Regions from separate parts of the Rattus norvegicus genome. Here region 1 is linked to region 2. The links are chromatin contacts, called in public Hi-C maps. All regions are on one chromosome and are shown on one strand. Each heading gives the region's core, a stretch centred on a gene start, on an enhancer-like site or on the middle of the called end of the contact. The rest is flanking DNA. Distances are from core to core; before and after follow the strand shown. Region 1 overlaps Fnip2 (folliculin interacting protein 2). Region 2 has its middle 46 kb from the start of Rapgef2.

Region 1 (6,179 bases), core at 1,607-4,106, 250 kb before region 2:
TTTTGTTCCTTTCACCTTTTCTCCACCAAGCCACAGTTCTGCTCCTAACAGAGGCTCAATTAGGCTGTAGGAGCTAGCGGTTGTCCTCAGTGACACTGAGCTCATGAGCTGCTGCACATTTTCCCCAAAGTGCCCAGATTCACTTCCTAACCACCATGGAAAAGCAATTTCCTGGTTGATAACCACTTCCACCTTATCTGTGACACAACTCAATTTCTAATTTCTGAATATTTGATTTTCACTGTTACCATCTACCTCTGTAATTCTTTTATTTGAGGAAATGGCCATATCTACATTATCATTCCTCTTAGAGCTTTTCCGTTTTCATTTTCTCCCTTTTAAAAACAGTATTTTTACACTGGAGGAGCTCTCATATCTTTAAACTATATAGTCATCTTGAGAGGTTAAATTTTATTAGGCATACTAATTTATTTCGTGTGATGTGAGTGCTTACAAAATGCAGTCATGTGCATACTGTTATATAGAAAATTGTGGATTGCTCATAAAAAAATCTTCAAGTTTTAATAATTTCATAATATGTCCAGTTAGTGGATTTCCAATTTCATTTAACACTCATCATCATGAGTTTTGCATTTGTTTGTTTGTTTGTTTGTTTGTTTGAAATGAACTCTCACTGTGTAGCCTCAAGCTCTAAGCAGTCCACCAGCATCTGCCTCCCAAACCCTGGAATTATAGGTGGGCACCATCATAGTGGTCCTGAGTTTTGATTTTGAAATGGAGTTTCACGTAGACTGCCTCTCTGATTCACACTCTGGTCTGTAACAATGTTGTTCTGTTTTTACTTTAAAAGGCACTTAACTTCCATTTACAAGTACTTGGGAAATAGATGTATTTTTAAAACATTGGTGAATTAACCATTCGTAAGGGACAGTGACTTTTCTGAGCCGAGCACATCGTCAGGAAAAGAAGCAGAGATAAGGGCTATGTGTACCCTGTGCACACTGAGAACTTATGGGGGAGAAGTGGGGGAATCCTGTGCACCACTTGCTTTCACAACCTGATTTGGGAGTATAAATAATTCCAGTCTCGTGTCAGGCTTTGGGGCTTGTGATTCCTTTTAAAGAAGGATTTTGAATAACTTGGTAAAAGCAACTCTGGTAAGTTCTTGATTGTTTTTTCTTAGACTCATGCATGGTTTAGATTATAAAATCTGGCTTTATAAATGTGCATTATATAGCCACAACAGACTAGCTTTCTTTGGAGCACAAGGAAATTTCTTTCTAGAACATTCAACATCAAGAGTATCTTTTTATTCTTTTTGTTATCCTAGACTCTTACAAAAGATATCTTTTGCCGTTTACTTTCATGGCTTTCATTGCCTTTCTCAAACACTAGGACTCAGGTTTTCTCGCGGTGTTTAACCCGTGCTATTTTTCAGTCTGATATTTGAACTCTTTCCTCCTAATACAAGTTACCCAGCCTCTGTAACAGTCCATGGTAACTTTCCCTATCAATTAAACGTATCCTTTCCTTCACCTTCCTGTTCACTGAATGAGAGGGGACACATGCATGAGCCAGCAACACTCATCTTGTGACCCCCCCCCCCCCCAGGCAGCCTCGTCTGTCTTCTGTGTCCCGCGTGCCTGCCAATGAGTGCAGCCAACTAGGCAGTGTTGGTGACCAAAGTGAAGGCAGAGGAGGGTGACAGACCAGTGCCAGGTAGCTTGGCTCTGAGTCCTGGTGTCACTACTCACCGAGACTTCCAACTAGTCAGCTAACATCACTTAAACCTAAGGATGATTTTTAGAGGACACAAGAACAGGGAGACTAGGATGCAGTGAGTAAGAGTTTGCTTTCCATGTTGGGGAGAAAGCTCAGTAGGAAAGTGCTTGCCCAATAAGCATAAAGACATGTTTGATCTCCAGGACCCATGCCTAAAATCCTGGGTGTGGTGCCATGCATTTATAATCCAGCACTGGGGAGGCAGAGGTGGAATGATCCCTGTAGCTCACTGCTGGCCACGCCCAGCCTCCTCATTGAGGTCCTCATGAGAGAACATGTCTTGAAAAACAGGATGGATGTGTGCATAGAACACTTGAGTTTGATCTCTGCCCTACATTCGAGAAGTTGGACCTCCAAAGAGGCAACCTAGGTCTGAATCATAGCTCAGCTCCTATTGGCTTTGTGGCCGTTGGGGGAAGTGTTCATCCTATAAAATAAAGTGTACTGATTTCATTTGAGTTTGAAAATTTCCATAATCCACATCAGGTGTTGATTCCAGTGCCTGGTATGCACTACTAAGCTCTCAGTAACTGTTAACTATTTAAACAGGAAGTGTGGAAAATCCTTATAAATGGTAAAGTAGTGTGACATGTTATTAACAGGTAGACAACACTGTGTTAGTTGAAACAGAATTACTTCAGAGTTTAGAAAGATGTGCAAGTGTCCTCAGCACTTCTTTGGTTGTGGGTGTTAGACACTGAGAGCACTGCTGGAGGTGGCTGAGTTGAGCCTGAGCAGAAGTTTGCCCTTTGTCATGTAACAAGGAGCCGACTGGCTTCTCTTACATTAGGTAAGGTCATCGGGGCTACAGTTGGCATCATAACAGTGATCTAGGCTTCGGGCATTTTTCAGACCAATCTATAAATAACAGTTGACTATAGCAGCCTGTTCCATTTAATTTTAAGAGCAGCAGCAGCAGCAGCAGCAGCAGCAGATTGACTCCAGAAATATCACATAGGAGTCAGTAGCACAGATAAGGAGGTTTGCTGAAAGCCTGGCTGTGATACGCACTCATGAATACTAATTAATTCATGTGGGCAACCAACCAGCCAGACTACAAAAGAACAGCCTGTCCCATCAGACAAGAAACCATTACTTAAGTAGCACATAGTATTAAATGCCTCGGGTCAGATCAACAGGCTAGAGAGGAAACCATTTTGGATGAGTCCCTTGTTTACAACACCCTGGCTGTTTTCGTTTCTCTAGGTTACATTAGTAACTCGGGGCCTGCAGCTCTGCCTTGTGCAGCTGGAGCTCTGAATGCAACCCCACCTGGGATTGGGAGATGTGTTTCGAGGGCTTTTAAATGAAATGAGTTATGTTACTGTTTGCTTTTTCAGACATCATCTTACCACGTAGCCCGGGTGGGCCTTGGAACTCGCAATCCTCCTGTTAGTTTCCTGTTAGCTGTGTAGAGTTCTGGGATTATAGGCATTTGTCATCATGCCCATCTCACTTGCCAGTCCCCCTTCTTCCCTCCTTCCCACTGACCTGTTACCTCTAACTCTTAAAATACATATTTTACCTATAACTGGATTTTGAGGATCACCTTTTAGTCATAAAGAGGACGGAAATCCTTACAAATGATCAGGGATATTATTTAGTGAGATCTTTGCATTGTGTGTGAGTATATATGTACATGCCTTCATACATATACATCAGTATGCATACATGTCCACGCATCTACAAACATGTGTCACTCCCTCCCATAGGCCTGCACTTACTGCGAACAGAAACAGAGGCTTATGTATTTCTTTGTATTCTTAGTGTGTCACCTGGTGCCTGGTGCATGAAAAGTGCTTGTTCTTTTTAAGTAACTTCATAAAACTGAGTTTAGAGCATTGTAGGTTTCATATTAGACTTGAAATACTGATGGGAATTTGCCTTTTTCTGGGGCAAAGAGATATGTGCATAATCTTCCTTCAGAGTCATGAAGAGGAAGAGTGGTGTATTTGACATGACGCCTGTCGCTCTTTGGGTTCATTTCATATTCTTTTACATTTATTTACTTTTATGGGTATAGGAGTTTTGCCTGCAAAGGCCAGAGGAGGAACTGGAGTTACAGATGGCTCTGTGAGTTGTCATGTGGGTGCTGGGAACTGAACCCCAGGTTCTTCAGAAGAGTGTTTGATTTTTTTTTTTTTTTTTTTTGGTTCTTTTTTTCGGAGGTGGGGACCGAACCCAGGGCCTTGCGCTTCCTAGGTAAGTGCTCTACCACTGAGCTAAATCCCCAGCCCCCTTGATTTTGTTTTATTTTGTGTGTTTTTTATTGACTCTTCTTGATTTCACATCAATGCATTCCAATCCCACTCATCTCCCATCCCTTCATACCCATCACCCATCCTTGCAACCTCTCCACAAAAGAAAAGGAAAAGGGGGGGGGGATCTTGTTGTAGAAGCTGCAGTGTATGACAGTGTGTCTCATGGTCTACCCTTTTGTCCACACTTCTTTACTTGCAATATTCAGGCTTCTGACTTCTGGTTCTCTGTCAGTACTACATCCTCACTGGGGCCCCTCTCAGATACCCTGTTGTTGCCCTGTGACATAAAGCTTTGGATCTGTAGGACTGGCTTAACCTGGGCCATCTCTACAGTTCCCTGTATTTATTTTCTGTACTAAGGTCCTTTGGACTTTCTGTCTTTTCTGCACACTGTTTCAGAGTTGAGCACATGTCTACTTTCATTTTCCCATTTTCTTTTCTGTATGAGATACTTAGACATTATGCCAACCTCCACAAAAAGCTGCAAACCTTCTCTGGCATTGAAGCCACACACTCCGTCATGGGACTTGGTTCTGGGACTCTGTGACCTTGTACACCTTGTTGCACCTTCAAACTGAATCTGATCTCAGCCTGGCTGTTGAGCTGGTGGTCACAGGCTGAATGTGGGCGTCATCCCAGGAAGCACAGTGACTGCAGCCACAATCACAGCACACAGAGGCCAGGCTTTTCACCCCTCCTGCTCATTGTGCTGTTCGGAGTGCCCCGTTCCTGCCCTGTGCCCATATTGGTCGTGGTGTCTTGTGGTTCTCAGAGGCCTCCACCTCCCCATAGCTCAGAGTGACTGCTGCACTTGCTGCCCCCTTCCTCTTAATTTGAGATAGGATCTTGCTTTGTAGCCCAGGCTGACCATGAATGTGAGCTGTTCTTGTCTGATCTACTAAGTGTTGGGAATACAGCCAGGCACCATCGTACAGGCTCTTGTCTCTTATCATGTGACAACTCTTCATTCTTAAGTGACTAACACTAAGCCTGTTTCCAAGAGAGAAATTCTGCTAAACAAATGTACAGATGGGATGTGAAGTGTAATTGTTTCTTCTGAGTCTTCATATGCACTAGCAGTCTGGTGGTGGCCTCTTGGGTTTCCTGACTGGCTTGGCTCTCCATGGTTGAAGGAAGTAGGCTGGAGAGGAGAGTCATGCAGTGGCAGACTTACTTTATCTGTTGGAAATCACTGGAGTGCCTTTTATATACGACAGGCTTATCTCTTACTCAGAGCCTCAAGTAGGAGGATTCCAGTGACTCGGTGCACCAGTGACATGGAGATGGCATTCTCCCTGCCAGCGTGTATGAGGACGTTATTGTTGGACTTTTAGGTTATACACCTAGGTCTTGGCAGTTCCCAAAAGCTACGCTTGTCCACCATCCCCAATATACCAAATAACTCGACGGTGTCCTACAGAACTGATAACCATGTAATTGTGCAGGACGCAAGCTCGGCTGGACGGTCTTCTATCCCCAGCAGTTGCTTGTACAGCTTCAGGGAGGGATCTCAAGAATCCTTAAGCAGTAAGAGCTCCTTGGGGCGTATTGCATTGCCTTTCTGAACCTTGTAAGTGTCATTTCCTGAATCTTAATAAGCGTCATTCCTCCTTCTAGGAAGGAATGTTCTAATTCTAAGGAAATTTCTGTCCACCAGTTTGTGTTATTACACACCTGAGTTTGTATGGTTTTATGTATGTATGTATGTATGTATGTATGTATGTATGTATGTATGTATGTATGTATGTGATAAGATGTGACCTTAAAAAATTCCACATGAGCCAGTACTTGAAAGGTCAAAGCAGGAAGACTGGGATTTTAGGGTCATCTTTACCTACATAGCAAGTCCAAGTCCAGTTTGAACTACATGAAATTGTCTCAGCACACCCCAGATCTGTTTAGTAAACTCTGCCATTAAGGTATAGCTAATAAGAAAAGGTTGATGTTAAAAAGAAACATAATTCTGGGCATTGAGGCACGCAAGTTTGAGACTAGTGTATGAGTCCCAGACTAGTCTTTGACTGTGTAGCAAATAAAAAAAATTAATATAATTCAGTTTTCCTTTGTACAGTGTGGTGCTACACGTGCTTTAATTATAGAACCTTCCCAGAAGAGGCTTGTTAGGTAAGGACCAGGCAGGGTATGGTGCTGTCTTTGTTAGCGTTTCTATTGCTG
Region 2 (6,749 bases), core at 172-2,671:
TCTCCACTGAGGTTGGGGGAAGCCGTGGCTGCTGCTGGAAGCAGTAATCACAGACTCTTACACGCAGCCATTGACTCGAGCACCTATTGGTCCACAGGATGGATTTTTTTGGTAAAATGTAAATTTTTTTTTTCTGAAGAGAAATTGTAGTCTTCAGAAGTGAGGATAACTTGCTTACATGATTTTCCCTACCCACACAACAATGCACACTTATAAACAAAACTGCCTGCCGGTGGCTTCTGCTACAGCTGCCTCACTTAGAGCTTGCTTTTTCTTCAGCGAGCGATCAGCCTTGGAGAAGGGAGACTTCCTGAGTCTCATTATCTCTGCCTCCTCTCTCTCGATGGACACAGGGCTGGTCTCAGGTCCCTAACACCAGGTTCAAGTCCAATGGGACAAGGGTGAATTTCCTTGTAATCTGGAGGCCCTGTTTGTATTTTCTGTGGTAAGGAGGTAGTCATTACTTTACGATTACTTTAAAAACGCTGTATTATTATTCTCTGAGTGGGTCATGCTTGTGGAGAGAACCTTGTGGAGTAGGGCTTCCCACCATTTCTAGGGCGGTCTTGGGAATTGAACTCAGGTAGTCAGGTTTGCATGGAGCATACCCATGTGAGCATCTCCTTACCCTTGCATACTTTGACAACCTCTATTTAAAAAAAAAGTCAAGGTTGCTTTTTTCTTGTGGAAAATATCCAAGGAATTTTTAACCACAGAGCGACCTGCACATTGCTCTTCACCCACCTGTCATAAAAATTCAAGGTTTGAGATAAGCCTTGACACACAACAGGCCCTCAGGGTAGGTGGCCTCAGATAGGTGCCACAGTTACCACACCTCCCTGGCTTCCACTTGGATTTAATGAAATCACCACCCCAGAGGATTGCTTTTCTTTTGGGTGTTAATTAGTAACTTTGGAAAAACAGTATTTTGCTTTCACATGATTTAGGTTAAAATAAATATTTAAGAATTTTATTGAACATCATATGTCCCATGGTCTGCATTCCTAACTTTTAATTTCAAGTGTGCTGTCATGTCCTTAGGGTGTGAGCGACTGGGTGGCAAGAAACTCCTCTGGTGTAGTGACCTAGGCTTTTGTTCTAATTGCTCGGGCTATATTAGCCCCTGCTGGTAGAGAGGTTGGTTAAAATACTTTAATCCTTTTATCACCCAGCAGGGGTGCTAGGAATTCGACACAGGGGGCCAGTGGAAGTGCCCCCCAGCAGAGGCTTGACAATGGAACCATTGTTCTCTTCGTGATCCTCAAAGACCTGAATTTGTGACCAAGTTTTGTGTGTGTGTGTGTGTGTGTGTGTGTGTGTGTGTGTGTGTGTGTTTCTGTTTTGAGTACCAAGAAAGGGCTATTGATCCATTCTCTGTTGATCCATTCTGCCACCTTGTGGCCATCCTAAGGATTGTCTCAGCCCATTACAAGGCCTTTCCCAAAGCCCTGAAGATGCTGAAGGCCCATTTCCCGACTTCTCCCCACCAGTCTCCAGAGTGCTAGAGGAAGCACATGGCACCTCAGCAGAGACGGCCCTGTCTTCTTCCTTTGTTCCCCCTTACCCCCTTGCTCACTGTCCACTTGGAAGAAGCATGTGCTTCACAGACTTTAGCAGGCCCCTCCCTGGTCATAGAGAGGAAAGGAAAAGATGAAGAGATGGTCGGTCTTTTACCTGAATGGGGAACGCAGTGTGGGCGGGCGACCTGACTGATAAACTGGGAAGGTGCAGACGTGCCCTGCCGGGGGTAGGCGCCCTCACCCAATTCAGACATCTGGTTGCTCCCTCGCTGTGGTGAAGTCTCTGGACTCTTCCTGTATGACGCCAGTGTGCTCTGTGGACCTCTGAGACATCATGTGTACAGTATTGCACTAGCTTCTGTGGGACACGCCTTGGGAAATACTGCCCACAAGGGTGTTCATCTGTGGAGCCACTCTGCTCTGTGGATTGAATTATGCAGGGCAATACAGTTTCTTCAGTGGTGTCTTAAAACTGTTATTCCTAGAAGGGAGTTTTAGAAGAAACCACATACCACCCTGAATTTCAGTTGCCACCTTCAGATGAAAAAATATCCAAGAATGGTAGTAGAGAAGTCTGGATCTTCAGAGAGAGAGAGTTTCAGCGTCTGTAGTGCAGCTTGAGACTTACACCTTAAACATTCAAAAGACTAAAATGTAAATATTTTTGCATGCATGTCTGTGTGTGTGTGTGTGGTGTGTAAAAGTCTGTGGTTCAAGTTAGTGGCTTTCATGTAGGGTTCTAAGAAGAATTTGCAAGTGTGTATTTTGTTGCCAGAGATGGGACCCAGGGATCCTGAATGCTAAGCTGCAGAAGCAAATTTCATTTTTTTTTTTTTTTTTTTTTTGTGTGTGTGTGTTATACGACACTCTTGAGTTGCCAGAGAGGAAATCTTGCAGTGTGCTGTTTCGCTGTGCCAGCCTTAAACATGTTCCTAGTTGGTTTATATCAGAGGAAAAATTAGCTGGCTGCTTTGAAAAAAATTAAGAATTTCTTTCTTCTTCTCTTTCTAACCAAGTCATTTGGAGCTAGAGAGATTGCAGATGATAAATTGTAAGTTGGTCACATTTCACTTTGAGGCTGATAATAAAAATCTGGATTTAGCTCAGAGGTAGAGTTACATGCTTAGGTATGGGGCCCTGAACACCAAAATTATATGACGATGACAATGGTAGTTAAAAGCTAGAATTTAAAAAGCAGAAAATTCTAAGTCGGGTGTGGTGGTGCCCACTTTAATCCCAGTACACTCAAGAGGCAGAGGCAGTGGATCCCTGTGACTTCATGGCCAGCCTTGTTCTACAGAATGAGTTCTAGGACAGGTAGGGCCTCACAGTGATATCCTGTCTCCAACAAAAAGCAACAAGGCAGAACAAAAAGCAGAGAAACTGTTGGGGCCCTTTGTAGGCTTATAAATATTTCATTTGACTTTTGGGTGTAGAGGTGCAGATTAAATATTGTGAAAATTCTGATGTATGTAAATGTTTCAGGAACACTTTAGATTTTACACCAGGAGTGTAGTCATTCTGATTTCCTACAACAACCATTACTTTTTTTTGGCATGGTGTGTGCCCTATGTACAATTGGGGCCACACAGCCTGCACTGTGCTTTCATTACTGTGTTTCACAAATATGATCTCAGTCACATTCCAGGTCAGATACAGCTGGGGAAGGAGAGGTGGGGTTTGATTCTGCCCCACGGACTATATTCTTTCTCTTCCTTCATCCTTAGAAAGCCGTTGCCTATGTTTAGTGTGGAGATACTAGGGATCTTGTAAATAAAACTTACAAACTGAGCCGTCATCTTGGAGACACAGGCACTTTGCAGCACTGCCTTCTCATCCCATTTGGCTGTGGACAGGAGCCTGAGCCCTGAAAACGTAGCTTTTAGACTCCTCATGAATAACGTTGGAGACATAGCTCTCACAATAACTGCTTGTGAGCATTTGCTCAGAAGGATAAGTTACATTTATGTCTGAAGGACCCCCAGGGGAGAATATGTTGCCATTTGTGCAATTCCTGGCCTGTGACCACTGTCTGAGCAAGTGCTTGTCTCTCTCCCCTCCTTATGCTCAAGTCCACAGACTTGGCTCACCTGGCTCTAGATTGTCACAGGTTTGCCCATTGTCACAGCATCTTGGGTCTTCATTCTCTTGAGTTAGTGCCTAGAGGAGCCCGCGTATTTCTAAATATGCTAAGGCACACAAGTAAGGTGTTTACATACACATCAAAACCTTTTAAAAGGAAACTCTTTTTGCTAACAATGTAATCCATTTTAATCATCACCGGCTCCTTTCTTTTGTAACCCTGGAGATTACAAATGCACAGCAGTCCCTGATAGGCAGGAGGTGGGGGAGTTCTTTTCCTTAGTGTGCCAAAGGTCGTATTAAAATGTGCTGTTTGCTGCTGTTGTAGTCCTGGTGCTAGCAAACACAAGACATTGAAGGCTAGCGTTAAGTGAACTGTATATTTGCTGTGCTGTCCCTTTATGTTGAGAATGCGTCCGGGGAGAGGAGTACAGACCTCTGGGTGTGGAGGCTGTTGTTTCTGTCTTCTTCCCTGTGGGGATCCCCTGTGCTTGCAGCCATTGAAGAAAGTATTTAGGGACGCCTTTGTTTTTAAAAAGGAGACTTTATTTGTCATGGGAAAACTAATTCCAATTGGCCCGTCAATCTCATTGTCTTCTTGGTCCCAGTGCTTTTATAAGTTTAATCTCCTTTGAAATGGCATCTATTGTCGAGAGCCGGATGTCCTTCCTAGGGTAGAAGGAAAGGTTATTGTTCTAAAAAAAGTTTGCTTCCTGCTTACAGAAACGTGTTCCTGTTTATGCTCAGAGTCCAGAGAATTTTAGGGAAAGTAGCTTACATTTTCAAAAGGGTCTTGTGTCCATAGTAATTAATGTTCCTGTGGATTCTGTCTTCGAAAGCACAGTTGGGGAGGGTGGGAATGTCTCAGCTGGCCCATCAGTTTCCTGAGAAAGTGGGAACTGGAATGCTTTAGGTGATTATGATTAGTGCCTCTGCATTTGCTTTCTATGAAGTTTGTTAACTTCACTTGCTGACTCTACATTGAGAAAATGAACTTTAGAAGCCACAAATACTTTCCGTGTGTATCTTGGATAATGTTTTACTTTGGGATGTTGCAGACTTTGAAAAAAGGGTCCCACTCTTGCCTTCTGGTTATCTCAGTTACAGTCCTTAGTCACTGTGTCCTTAGTCACTTAGGAGTGCTTGAGAAAACCCCAAATGCAGCTTGTTCCTTCCTTCCTTAGGTTTGTATTCTGTAGCTACCTGTAGCCATGTTTTATCTATCTGTCTATCCATCCTTCTATCTTTCTTCCCTCCCCCTCCCTCTCTCCCTTCCTTTCTCCCTCCCTCCTCCCTCCCTCCCTTCTAAGAGCAGAGGTTTTCTGATGAAAACCAAACTGTGTTCTTAAGGTTCAGTGACACATTGCTTGTTAGTTGGCAGCTGGGGAGGCACTAATGTTCATATAGAAAGTACTTGTTAAGGTATCTAGTTCAAGCTAGACAACACATCGGCTTTCAGGTAGGAGAACAACGTAGACTGACTCTGTCATACTACAATAAGCTTCTTGAGCGTAGACCATTTAAACCATTGCTTTTGAGATAGCTTACTTAAGAGTAATAGGAGAGCTGGGTTGTGGTGCTGAACATCTTTAAACTCAGCACTCAGGAAACAGAGGCAGGCAGATCTCTTGAGTTTGAGGCCAGCTTAGTCTACAGAGCAAGTTCCAGGACAGCCAGGACTACGTGGAGACACCCTGTCTTGAAAAACAACAAAAGTTTGCCGTCTATTTAAATCTATAAAAATACAAGAAACAGCTGGTGAGCTGGCTCAGCAGTTAAGAGCACTTTTTATTCTTGCGGAGGACCAAGTTCAATACCCAGCACCTCCTGTGGCTCACAGACATTTGCAACTGGAATTCTAGGGTAGTCATCACCTCCTTATGGCCTCCATGGATATTGCAAGATTGTGGTATACATAAACACATGCAAGGAAAATACCCATGCACATAAAATACAGCAGTCACACATGAGACACGACAAAACAAAACGAAAACAAAAAATATCTGAAACAAAGAAACAACACCCCCCAAGTACATTAAACAAACAAAATTTTATGACCATGTATTATTGCTTGAGTGGCATTTATTTAGAAGTAACCCCCACAAACATGGTGATTATGTGTGGTGTTTAATTTAGAAGGAAATTCTGCTTCAAAAAATACTGCCAGGCATTAGAAGTGTGAAACAGTAGGTCTGTAACTCCCTTCTCAGTAACAAGTGCCAACACATTCTCTCATGTCAGAGCCTATATTCCATTCTTCTTTGTTTACAAGTTATGGATATTCTCTTAAGATAAATAAGCACTGGTGGTAATTACAGAGTGTGTATATACATATATATATATACATATATATATATGCTCTAAACACTTATGTGTTATACACTGATTTAACTTTTTAAGTCCACATACATCATACAACATACATGGCACATATGACACAACGTATTTAGAAATATGAGCGTGAGACAACTGTTGTATTATAAAACTGACAGGTGGGGGCTGGAGAGATGGCTTGGTGGTTAAGAGCACTGACTGCTCTTCCAGAGGTCCTGAGTTCAAACCCCAGCAACCACATGGTGGCTCACAGCCATCTGTAATGGGATCTGATGCCCTCTTCTGGTGTGTCTGAAGACAGCGATGGTGTATTAAATAAATTATTTAAAAAAAATAATAAAACTGACAGGTTAGTGAAGTGCACGTCTGTCAGTGCACGGACTCTCGTGTTGGTTTGTTGGAGTTTATGTGAGGCTGCACTTGCTACTGTAGACTTGAGCTCTGTTGGGAGTCAGCAGCTGCCTTCTCTTTGGTTTTGTCTCTGTGACCCAAGTTCATACTTCTGTGACATCTCTTTCGGACTTCTCTTTTCTAGACATGGATTCAAAGCCTTATTTCTTTCTAGTACTCTCTTGGGCACTCAATGTGAACGTCCCACTGGATGATGCATGCGGGTCGTTTTGTGAATCTCCCTTGAGAAAAGCAGTATAGTTATCAGGCACATTGTGAGAGTTATATAGGCAGCTCGGTGGGCAGACACGTGATGGTGGCTGTCCTGCATACATGTAGGTCTTCTTGACCTGAAGGGTGAGCTGTGTGACTTGTAGTGAGTTGTCACCTTGTACCGCTGTTGCCTAAAAGGGGGAAGTTTAA

Evidence for each region. A called contact is a pair of places that touch in the nucleus more often than the background predicts.
Region 1: a contact with region 2 is called in a Hi-C map of Schwann cells, with 7 times the contacts expected there. The contact joins two enhancer-like sites. A contact is called at or near these places in 7 of 12 Hi-C or Micro-C datasets (the Rat2 cell line, Schwann cells, kidney and 3 more).

Annotation. Positions count from the first base shown.
Region 1 is chr2:166,910,363-166,916,541 of GRCr8, reverse strand. The region is part of intron 14 of Fnip2 (folliculin interacting protein 2); the gene reads left to right. Among named protein-coding and RNA genes, the nearest start is that of Fnip2, 93 kb to the left of the region's middle. Within about 2 kb of position 2,856, at least 13 of the 93 cell types and tissues checked have an H3K27ac peak or open chromatin away from gene starts, as enhancers often do. A contact at or near this core is called in Schwann cells, where this site is marked.
Region 2 is chr2:166,662,648-166,669,396 of GRCr8, reverse strand. It overlaps a transcript of Rapgef2 not described here. Among named protein-coding and RNA genes, the nearest start is that of Rapgef2, 46 kb to the right of the region's middle. Within about 2 kb of position 1,421, at least 8 of the 93 cell types and tissues checked have an H3K27ac peak or open chromatin away from gene starts, as enhancers often do. A contact at or near this core is called in Schwann cells, where this site is marked.